Linked DNA regions of Sus scrofa: all the other regions are linked to region 2. The links are chromatin contacts, called in public Hi-C and HiChIP or PLAC-seq maps. All regions are on one chromosome and are shown on one strand. Each heading gives the region's core, a stretch centred on a gene start, on an enhancer-like site or on the middle of the called end of the contact. The rest is flanking DNA. Distances are from core to core; before and after follow the strand shown.

Region 1 (3,145 bases), core at 279-2,778, 150 kb before region 2:
AATAAGAGAAGTACACAGCCTTTGAACCAAAACAAATAGATGACCTTTTCTTACACTTAAAGCTTCTGGTTCTTTGTACAACCAGTACCTTATGGATAAGGTGCTCACTCAATTTGATGACTAAACGATGGGAAGGCTGTTGGTGCTATTAAAACCAAGACACAGTTCCTTGTGTGTTGTGACTAAATCTGTTAAACCTACATTAAAAAAAATCTCTGCCCTCCCACCCCCATGATTGCTGTCTTGCCTACCCGCAGGTACAAAAATAAAAGCAGATGGGTGAGATGAGTTTATGGTGTACAGTATTCTTTCTCCCCATTCGTAGCATTTTTCAAGAGTCCTTTGAGGTTTTAAGATTCAAAACATCGTGTAAGAAGAGTTATTGTTTCAACTACCTAACAATTACCCAGACTTCTTTTAGACTTCGGTTAACCTGTAAGTAAAATGAGTATCTTCAACTTTTCCATAGGGCACTGAAGAACCAGTTCTTACTCATAAATGCTTTCAGGTCCTCAGACACCAGGCGTGGTGGAAGATCAAGGGTATCCATCAATTAGCGAGCTCTTCCGGACCTCAGTTTACCCACTTACGGAAACCGGGGCATTAACTTTGTTTCGTAGGGGCCCCGGAGGTGTAACTAATTGGTGTTTTTAAGTGCTCTGAGATCCACAGATGAAAGGAAACGCGAGGGACAAGCAGTGATGATGACAATAATCATGACAATAAACAAAATGACTAACTTGGAAGTCTGTGTTATGTAAAGAAGGAAAAAGAAGTTATCAGATTCGTACAAACAAAAGAAAAGCCCTCCGCCCCCCTTTGTTTCTCTTTCAATTCTACCTCGTTCCCCGCCCCCGCGAAGCTCCCCTCCCTCAGCTGGTGGCCCGGCGCGGGGCGCGGGGCTCGGACTTGGCCGCCGCGCGCCCGTTCCTGGGCGGAGGGGGAGGGCGCGTCGGGCCGGCTCCTGACAAAGGCGCTTCCTCCTGCGAAGGCGCGGGATGAGGGCGCCGCAAACTCCGCTTCGGCGCGGGGGCGCGCAGGCGGGCGGGGAAAGCTGGCCGCCTAAACCCGGCCGTCCGCCCCGGGAAGCCGCCGAGGAAGTTGCGCGCCCGCCTGGCCCGCACCCCTCGCCCGCTCCGTGTCGACCCCTCCCGCGGCGTGCCGCGGCCACACTCACCGGACAATTGCTGGTGGCCGGAATCCCAGCACGGCCCCGAGACCCGGGGCGAGGGGGTGAAGTGTGCGTGCGCGGGGAGCGCGAGCAGACAGCCCGGCGTTCCGCCGCCGCCTTCCGCGCCAGCCGGCCGAGCCCGGCGAGGGGAAGTTGGCCGCGGAGCTGAGCGCTGACGAGCCGCGGGCGGAGGGAGAGCCGCGGGGCCCGCTTTGTGATGCGCTCCCGGAGGGCTCGAGGCAAACCCGAACGCGCGGCTCGGCTAGTGCTGCTGCTGGAGGCGGCAGCGGCGGCGCCCCCCGACGGTCCCTCCGCCTCACTCCGCCTCTGGGTCACTGACACACACTCAGAGGGAGGGGAGGGGACTAGCTGGAAGGCGGGGCCGGAGGGAGGGGACGGGGCAGGGCCATAGAGGGAGGCGGTGCCGCGGCGCCGAGCGGTCTCTTGGGAGTTGTAGTTCTCTGACTGAAGAAAAAGGGGTACATTGTTGAGGACGAGTCCCTGCTCGCTCCGCACTGCGCATGCTCGGGAGGGAGAGGGTCGGCCCCACTGTTACTATGGTCACAGACATACTGAGGAAGGGAACGTGTTCAGCGCGGCTGCTGGCTGAACAAGGCCCTCCTTGTGTTATGGTGCTGTTAAGGATCCTACTTTTAGCTGGTCCTTCTTACTTCGCTCCACCCCCAATTTCCTAACCTCACCACTCACAAGTGCTCAGTGAAATCTGACTTCTTCATATTTTGGTCTTCCCTGCTGCTTAATTTTATGCCATAAATGCCGAATCACAACCATTTCCCTTCCCTCAAGGGAGCCCTCCCTGCCTTAAATTCAAGGGTTTTTTCCGTTTATTTTTTTAACCTAAGACTTGTAGAAACGTAGTTGCTTCCAATAACTTTACAATTAAGTTATAAAACTGCTAGGAACAAATCCATTGTCAGATTCCCATAGTTAATTTCTTCGCTCAAGTCACATCTAACTGGCTTCTTTAAGGCCAGCAAAGGTAGAGCTCAGGATCAAGATCGCTATATCTTACTTGATCGGTGCAAAGTAATCAAACGTTTAAATTTTAAGGCCTAGAATTTTTAAGAAATAAGAATTTCATAAAGTATAAGTTCAAAAGATAAGTGAAAAGTTGAAAATTGTTTACTGTATATACATTGGCAACTTTCAATTAGCAATAAGAGAAGTCTGAACCACTGTCTGAGTATGCTGTTGGGCTGGTCAGCTAGGGCTACACCCATACAGGGCACCCAGGTGTAAATAGTGGCCGAAGAGGGTGGTGAAAGGCAAACATGTTATTGGATCTCTAGAGGACTTAAGACAGCCTGTCCAAGCTCTTTTGTTTTTCTTCTCTGCCCACCTAGAACCCCATACTCTGGAAGAAAAAAGATCAATGTTTAGAAATCAGAAACAGGAAAAGTTGAGGTTTTCAGATAGAGAGTTTCAAGATCAAGGATCCTTATGTTTGCAGACCACATAATTATTCATTTAGAAAACATTCTTGAATATACTACGCCTCAGGTACTTTATTAGTTCTCAGAAAGAGAGATACAGGAATGTAAAAGAAACACTGTTTAAGTGCTTACTGTGCAAAAGAGGAGCCAGGTAAATAAATAGACTCAGTGTGATAATACCTTAATAGGAAAGTACACCAGGTGCTTCAACACACAGTTACCCCAGGCTCAGGCAGTTTCAGAAAATGCTTCAAAGAACGCTTAAACTTGAGGATGACTAGGAGTTAGTGTGTTTGTGTGCTTTGGTGGAGGAAGAAAAGAGAAGTGAGTGAGAGCAGAGGGTGGGGGGGCTGGGGGTGAGGTGGAAGGCAGCAAGAGCAAAGTGCTAGAGGCATTAGAATTTGGTTCAGCAAAGAGTTCAGCATTGCTGGTTGTAGGGTGGAATTGAAGGGAGTGGCAAGAGGAGACAGTGAAAGGTAAAGGAGACAGATCATGAAGAATCTTGTACCATATGCTAAGG
Region 2 (2,906 bases), core at 19-2,518:
ATATGGGGAAAGAATCTGAAAAAGAATGGATATATATGTAAATGTATGGCTGATTCACTTGGTTAATACAACAATGTAAGCTACCTATGCTCCAATAAAATTTTCTTTTTTTGTCTTTTCAGGGCCATACCCGCAGCATATGGAGGTTCCCAAACTAGGGGTCGAATCAGAGCTGTAGCTGCCAGCCTACGCCACAGCTACAGCCACAGCCACACCAGATCTGAGCCGTGTCTGCAGCCAGATCCTTAAACTACTGAGGCCAGGGATCGAACCTGCGTCCTCATGGATGAGAGTCAGATTCGTTTCCGCTGAGCCACAATGGGAACTCCTCCGACATAATCTATATTTAAAAAAGAACCCACATCATATCTTCTTCTGAAGCACTGCTGGGCCCTCAGAACCAGGTCACTTTGTCCTCTTGGCTCTTGGCTTCTGGGTACTGTGGGACCCTAGAGCCCCTTTCTCTAGACCAGCAGTTCATATGCTGTGTCCAGAGCCCCCGGACGGTGAAGGCCAAGGAGGGAGGAGCCAAGGGTGTGTAAAAGTGTCAGCGTTAGTGCCTCATGTCAAATATCTGTGTTTGGGCTCTTGGGAAAGAGGGAGGAAGCATGAAATTGCTAATTCTTAAACTTCGTGGGGTCACGTACCTGTATGAGAATTTGAGATCGTCTCCTCAGAAAAAATGCATGTATACACCAAAATCTACAGACACTTTAGAAAGTTCATGGACCTACTTAATTAAATTATGTTACCATTTGGCGTGGAGTCCCAAATGGTCACTCACTGTGGTTTCTTAAAGTTTTACAAGAGAGGATTATCAGGCTTAAAGAAGTCCTGCAGGGCCCTAAGCTCCTCAAGGGTCGGGCTTAATAGAGGTCATTTGTAGACAGATGTCCCAGTTTATAGGTTCCATTTTCTTTCTTTCTTTTCTTTTTTGGATTTTTTTTGTTTGTTTCTGGGAACAGGAGGAACTCCTTCTCTAGAATGACACCCCAGGGATAAAGGCAGCCACATCCACCAAGGCTGAGAAAATACACAGAGGTTCAGCCAGGAACAAAAATTTCCCAAATTGGAAGATAGGGAAATGGAAATGCATGAGAAATGAAAATGCATGAGGCTCAACGGCACAAACTTTCAAACAAGAAAATAAAATTCTTGATTCGAAATCTCCTTGGGGAGCAGAGTTCTTTGCTCTGTGATGGGAACAAAAGGTTATTGCATTGCATGGTGGATGTTTTCTCATTAGAGTGTGGGCGGCTTGATGAGAGGCTTCCTGAGGCCTCTTGGCTCAAGTGCAGGGAGCAAAACATGAGTGGAGGTTGGAGGGAAGGGTGGAGCAGCCCACAAATGCAGAGACTGGATTATTAGGATGTGTGCTATCACCTGGGGGTACCATCAGTGACGCTTAGCTCTTCCTGCTTTGTCTAGAGCTGCAGCTCATGGGGCAACTGGTGTTCATAGCTTTGGAAGCTCTGCCCTCTTAAATCAGTGGCTCTCAGCTCTGGCTGCGCATCAGGGCCCCCTGGACAAAAAAGCTACTGTTGCCCAGACACAGCCATTTGACTGATCTACAGTGGGACCCAAAAGTCTCTGGAAATAAAAGCTCCTGGGTAATTTCCATGCACACCTAGGGCAGAGAATTACCACTTTAAAGGGTTGCTTGAAACTATAGCAGGTTTTCTGAGGAGCTGCAGAGATTTAGGAACTCAGTAATCAGAGGGAAGTTAAAAGGACTGTTCCTTTAACAAACATGACTCCCTCAGAGATTTAAAAAAAAATTACATCATCAAAGAAGGCTGACCAGGAAAATGGGCTTGTGAGTCTGACATGCGTCCTCCTTTCAGTCCTTAAATAAAAGAATCTGATCAGCTTCGGTAATAGAACAGAACTTCTATTAAATAGTTGATGAGAATTTCCAGGGAGAATTAATCAAGAAAGAGTTTAATACTATTTCAATTACATGTGAGTTAAATAATGCACGACATAAAAATTTAAACCAAACAGAGATCCAGTAGGCTGTGGGAGTCCCTCTGGTTAGGGGTGGAGGTGGGGGGGAGGGGGTTACTGACAGATGGAAGGTGGGGAAAGTTGGCCATGCACATGTCTTGGCAATAAAATCTACTGATTTTACACTTTGACAGGGTTTAATACTATTCCAAAGAGGTGCAGGTTAAATGTCACTTTTCTTCCAACTAGATTATTCTCATGTTTAGGAAGTAGACAGAAGGTTAAGGGTGACACCTGGGGACTGTTCAGTCGTGTATCATGTGTCGGAGCAATCAGTGAATTGGATGTTTTAGTTTGGGTTCCCACGGAAGTATGCTCTAAAACAAGGATTCCAGGACAAGCAGGTCGTTAGGAAGGGGATCCCAGGAAACACTGGAAGGGGAATGGAGAAGGGAAGCTGTGAAGGCAAGAAAGATTGCAAAGGATGTTATCAAACAGTGATCACTAAGGACAACTAGACAACTAGGTTTAACCTCAATGTGCAGACACGCCTCAGTCATCTCACGCGAGATACAAGGAAGCTGGGCTCGTTATCCATCATGTCCCCATCTACCATGGGTTGAAGGCTGCTTCTAGGACAGTAAGCCTCCTCCTCTGGCTCCCCGGCCAAATAAAGGCTCACAGAGACAGGGTGGCAGGGGTGTGAAATAAGCAGCCTTTGGTATACAGAAGTGAAAACAGAGATGATATAGGCAAAGTAGTGACAGTGTCTGCCACACCAGACGCCCTGCTGAGAGTAAAGCTGTTATTCATATGTCCATCCATCCACTCAACCAATAGAATTATCAAGTAGAATACATACGCAAGTCAGAATAAGGGGTAGCCACACCCTCACACAAACTCTTACAGATTTCAGTACAGCGGCTTTGCAGAGAAGAGCCAGGAGGGTACACCAGCCC
Region 3 (3,164 bases), core at 633-3,132, 240 kb before region 2:
TTTTCTCTCACCCTTTCTCCTATCAAAGACTTGCCAGGGGCTGTGAAGAACAGATAAATATACACAGAACTAGAAGGACTACGGAAGCAATAAGCCTCTTAACAGCAGAGATTTTATGAAGGTTACCATGAGCTAATTTGAAAAAACAGTGCTGCTGAATGGGGAAGAAGGGATGCTCTTCTATTCAGAGTTAGAATGCTGCCAATTCCGTCTGGGCACTGTTGATATGGATGAGTGTGCTTCTTTGCCCTATGTCAAGGAATTAAGAGGTGTGCCTCTTGGTTTGCCCTCCTGTTTACACTCTTGACATAGTCAGCTGGGGTTGTGCATACATTGTTTTGTATGGAGGAAGTGGCTGTTCAGTGACCTTGGAAAAGCCCAATGCCAATGTATTACAGCAGGTGGCAGCCTTTCCCTGGGAGAGAAGGAAGAGTTACCTAATGCAAACTTGCTTTTGGTTTTCTAGCTTTCCTTTGACGTAAGTGTAAGATGATTTATCTAGGGCTTGAAGTTAAGATTGGCTTTATAACAGAGGAAAGAGGAGCAGGGACATGGGCTCATGAAAAGGGCATGTGGGCTCACTTCTGGGACCCAGCCCCTATTTACTGGCTCTGAGTTACTCAGTGGCTGCCCTCAGGGAGCCTGACAGCTTTGGTCTCAACACCAACAGGTATGGATGAAGGCAGCGACCTGAGGCTCAGAAGGGGCTCCGAGCAAGAGGCACAGGGAGGAAAAGAACCGACCTAAAGACAGAATCAGAACAGATCAAGAAGCAGTCTGCTATATATTGTGAGGAAGAGCATTTGATCACAGAATTGTCCCCTTTTCATTCCAGATTTGTAAAGAAACCTTTTATACTAACCTGCCAAATATCTCTTGAAAAGCTTATTAAGTTGTTCTCATTCAGGTTTGCATGATGCACAATGGAAAGCCACACTTGGCTGAGAAGCTTGACACTATATACACTCAGTTTGTTTCTATTTTCTTAATGGTATGTTTGTATTTTATCATTTATCAAGAAGGAACTATGTCAACTATATTTCAATTAAAAAAAGGTTTTTGTCAAAAGATGTTATTCAAAACAGCGCGAATGAGGAGAAATTTGCTAAAGTTGCTACAGATGGATTTGCCTTGTGCCTAAAGGCAATTACTATGATGAGATGGGAGTAGGAGCAGACAGATATTAAGGCACTAGCTTTGACTAGTTAAATTGACTGAAGTTAAATGAAATTAAAACAAAAAGTTCAATCCTTCAGTTGCACTAAACACATTTCAACAGCACAATAGCTATATTTGGTTAATGGCTACCAGGTTGGACAGCATAGATTATTGACCATTTCTATGATCACAGAAAGTCCTAGTAAACAGCCCTGGACTAGAGAAAAAAATGGGGAGTGCTGCCAAGTGAAAAGGTGGGTGATCAAGAACAAATTCTCCATGCAATACTATATATTGTAACGATAACTCCTAGGCGTGGCAGGAGTTTCAAATAGAATAGTTCACATAATCCTCAAGGCCATCTACGACCATAACAACACTGCTGCTGACATTTGTGGAAACCCTACTGCAGGCCGGGCACTGAGGGCTATGTTGTAATAACTCATTAGTCTTTGCAAGAACCCAGTGAGGTCTGTACTGTTATTGTTCCTGTATTGTTCCCCAGATGAGAAGCCTGTGGCAGAAAGGGGTTTCTAACTTATCTGTGGTTACCTGGTTTGTAAGGAACAGCTGGGATGCAAACCCATGTTCTTCTGGGTTGTAATAATTAGAGAAACGGAGTAAGCCACTTTTACACACCACTTTCCCCTAAGACTGGGCCAGCTCTTGGATCCTCTGTCACATAATTGTCTTTCTGGGAGAAGGCTTTATGCCAATTCTGAGAGAGGAACAATGATGCCCTCCCTGCTTGTCAGGATGTGAGCCACTTCCTTCCCCCCAAAGCAGATAGGCTATCTGCCCAAGGGAAGTTGGTTTCTCAGAAGCGCACCCTTGTAGAAATCAAGTCCATTTGCGTGAAAATTTAGAAGTAAAATATGTTTATATAAGATTGATGTGTATACGAGAAAATGCTGTTTTCTCCAAGTGGTACAATTATGGAAAATATTTTCTTTTTGCTCTTATCTCTGTTTTGTTCAACACATTTGCTTTATTTTGTAACTTTTCTACATGAATGTGTGTAGTAACATTTAAAAAATCAAAACCAGCATTGTAAATCAACTATTCCACAATAATATTTTTAAATTTTTTTAAGAAGACACGAGATTTCCAAAAAACTTACAAGCAAAAAATCCAACACACACATGCACATGCACGCACACACACACACACACACACACATACACACACACAAGCAGAGCCAGATACTACATCATAAAGATTTTTAATTGATTAACAACATTTTAGGTTTTTGATAATATAGGAAATACTTCAATACTAGCCAATCAATTACATTTAATTGTGTGCTAAATATCACTGTAATCAATAGCAGAGGAAGTGTTCAACTTAATTATAAAATTAAAAAGGGAACTAAACATTGCTCAGGTACTCACTGTTTCTCTGCAGATGGGGACTCAGCAGTTTCGTGTCAGTGGCCCTGCAGACGCCTGTTTTATGTCATTCAGTTCAAGGTGAAGCAGCGTCTGGTCCATAAAACAAGAACAGTCTGTGAATCATGCTATTGCTTCTTATCATCAATTAGCACCATATGGTCTTTGAAAAGTAACAAACTTGGTGTAAAGAAAGAGAAAAAGGAACCTTTCAAGTTATGGTATAGATGTGTGTCCTCTTCAGGTCAGACGCGTTATGTAGGAGAGTCATTACTGAGTGTGTTGTTGCACTGGAGATAGAGGGGGAACAAAAGAAGTCAAGAACTGGCCAGTAATTTTAAAGATTTTTTTCTCCTATAAAATCCTAAGACTTTGGTATAGTTTTACTCTAATAGGATGTCTTTACATAGTTTTAAAAAGTTATACTCTTTAGAGTGTGTGTACATTTTAAAGTTAATTTTTTTTAACTAAATTTGGGATGCTGCTAAAGGATCTCTTGATAGAGTCTTAGTTCAACCTGTAGTGAGCCCACCATGGACTGATAGCCAAAGGAAAGGGTAGCCAAAAATGTTTTCAAATATCTAACTGTCCTGAGTGAATACAGATTATAGAATCATT

What was found. A called contact is a pair of places that touch in the nucleus more often than the background predicts. HiChIP or PLAC-seq counts read pairs in DNA pulled down with a chosen protein or histone mark.
Region 1: an H3K27ac HiChIP or PLAC-seq map of skeletal muscle shows a contact between it and region 2. The contact joins the promoter of PELI1 here to the enhancer-like site in region 2. A contact is called at or near these places in 1 of 5 promoter capture datasets (liver), 10 of 47 Hi-C or Micro-C datasets (alveolar macrophages, brain, embryonic fibroblasts and 6 more) and 2 of 2 datasets of contacts at active chromatin or transcription factors (alveolar macrophages and skeletal muscle).
Region 3: a Hi-C map of subcutaneous adipose tissue shows a contact between it and region 2, with 2.3 times the contacts expected there. The contact joins two enhancer-like sites. A contact is called at or near these places in 2 of 5 promoter capture datasets (fetal liver and liver), 18 of 47 Hi-C or Micro-C datasets (blood, brain, embryonic fibroblasts and 10 more) and 2 of 2 datasets of contacts at active chromatin or transcription factors (alveolar macrophages and skeletal muscle).

Annotation. Positions count from the first base shown.
Region 1 is chr3:77,738,843-77,741,987 of Sscrofa11.1, reverse strand. PELI1 (E3 ubiquitin-protein ligase pellino homolog 1) reads right to left here and starts at 1,528. Exons shown (of 7, transcript XM_021087454.1): 1 at 1,178-1,528.
Region 2 is chr3:77,589,518-77,592,423 of Sscrofa11.1, reverse strand. No RefSeq gene overlaps it. Among named protein-coding and RNA genes, the nearest start is that of LGALSL, 110 kb to the right of the region's middle. Within about 2 kb of position 1,268, at least 5 of the 83 cell types and tissues checked have an H3K27ac peak or open chromatin away from gene starts, as enhancers often do. A contact at or near this core is called in retroperitoneal adipose tissue, skeletal muscle and subcutaneous adipose tissue, where this site is marked.
Region 3 is chr3:77,825,064-77,828,227 of Sscrofa11.1, reverse strand. No RefSeq gene overlaps it. Among named protein-coding and RNA genes, the nearest start is that of VPS54, 29 kb to the left of the region's middle. Within about 2 kb of position 1,882, at least 22 of the 83 cell types and tissues checked have an H3K27ac peak or open chromatin away from gene starts, as enhancers often do. A contact at or near this core is called in retroperitoneal adipose tissue and subcutaneous adipose tissue, where this site is marked.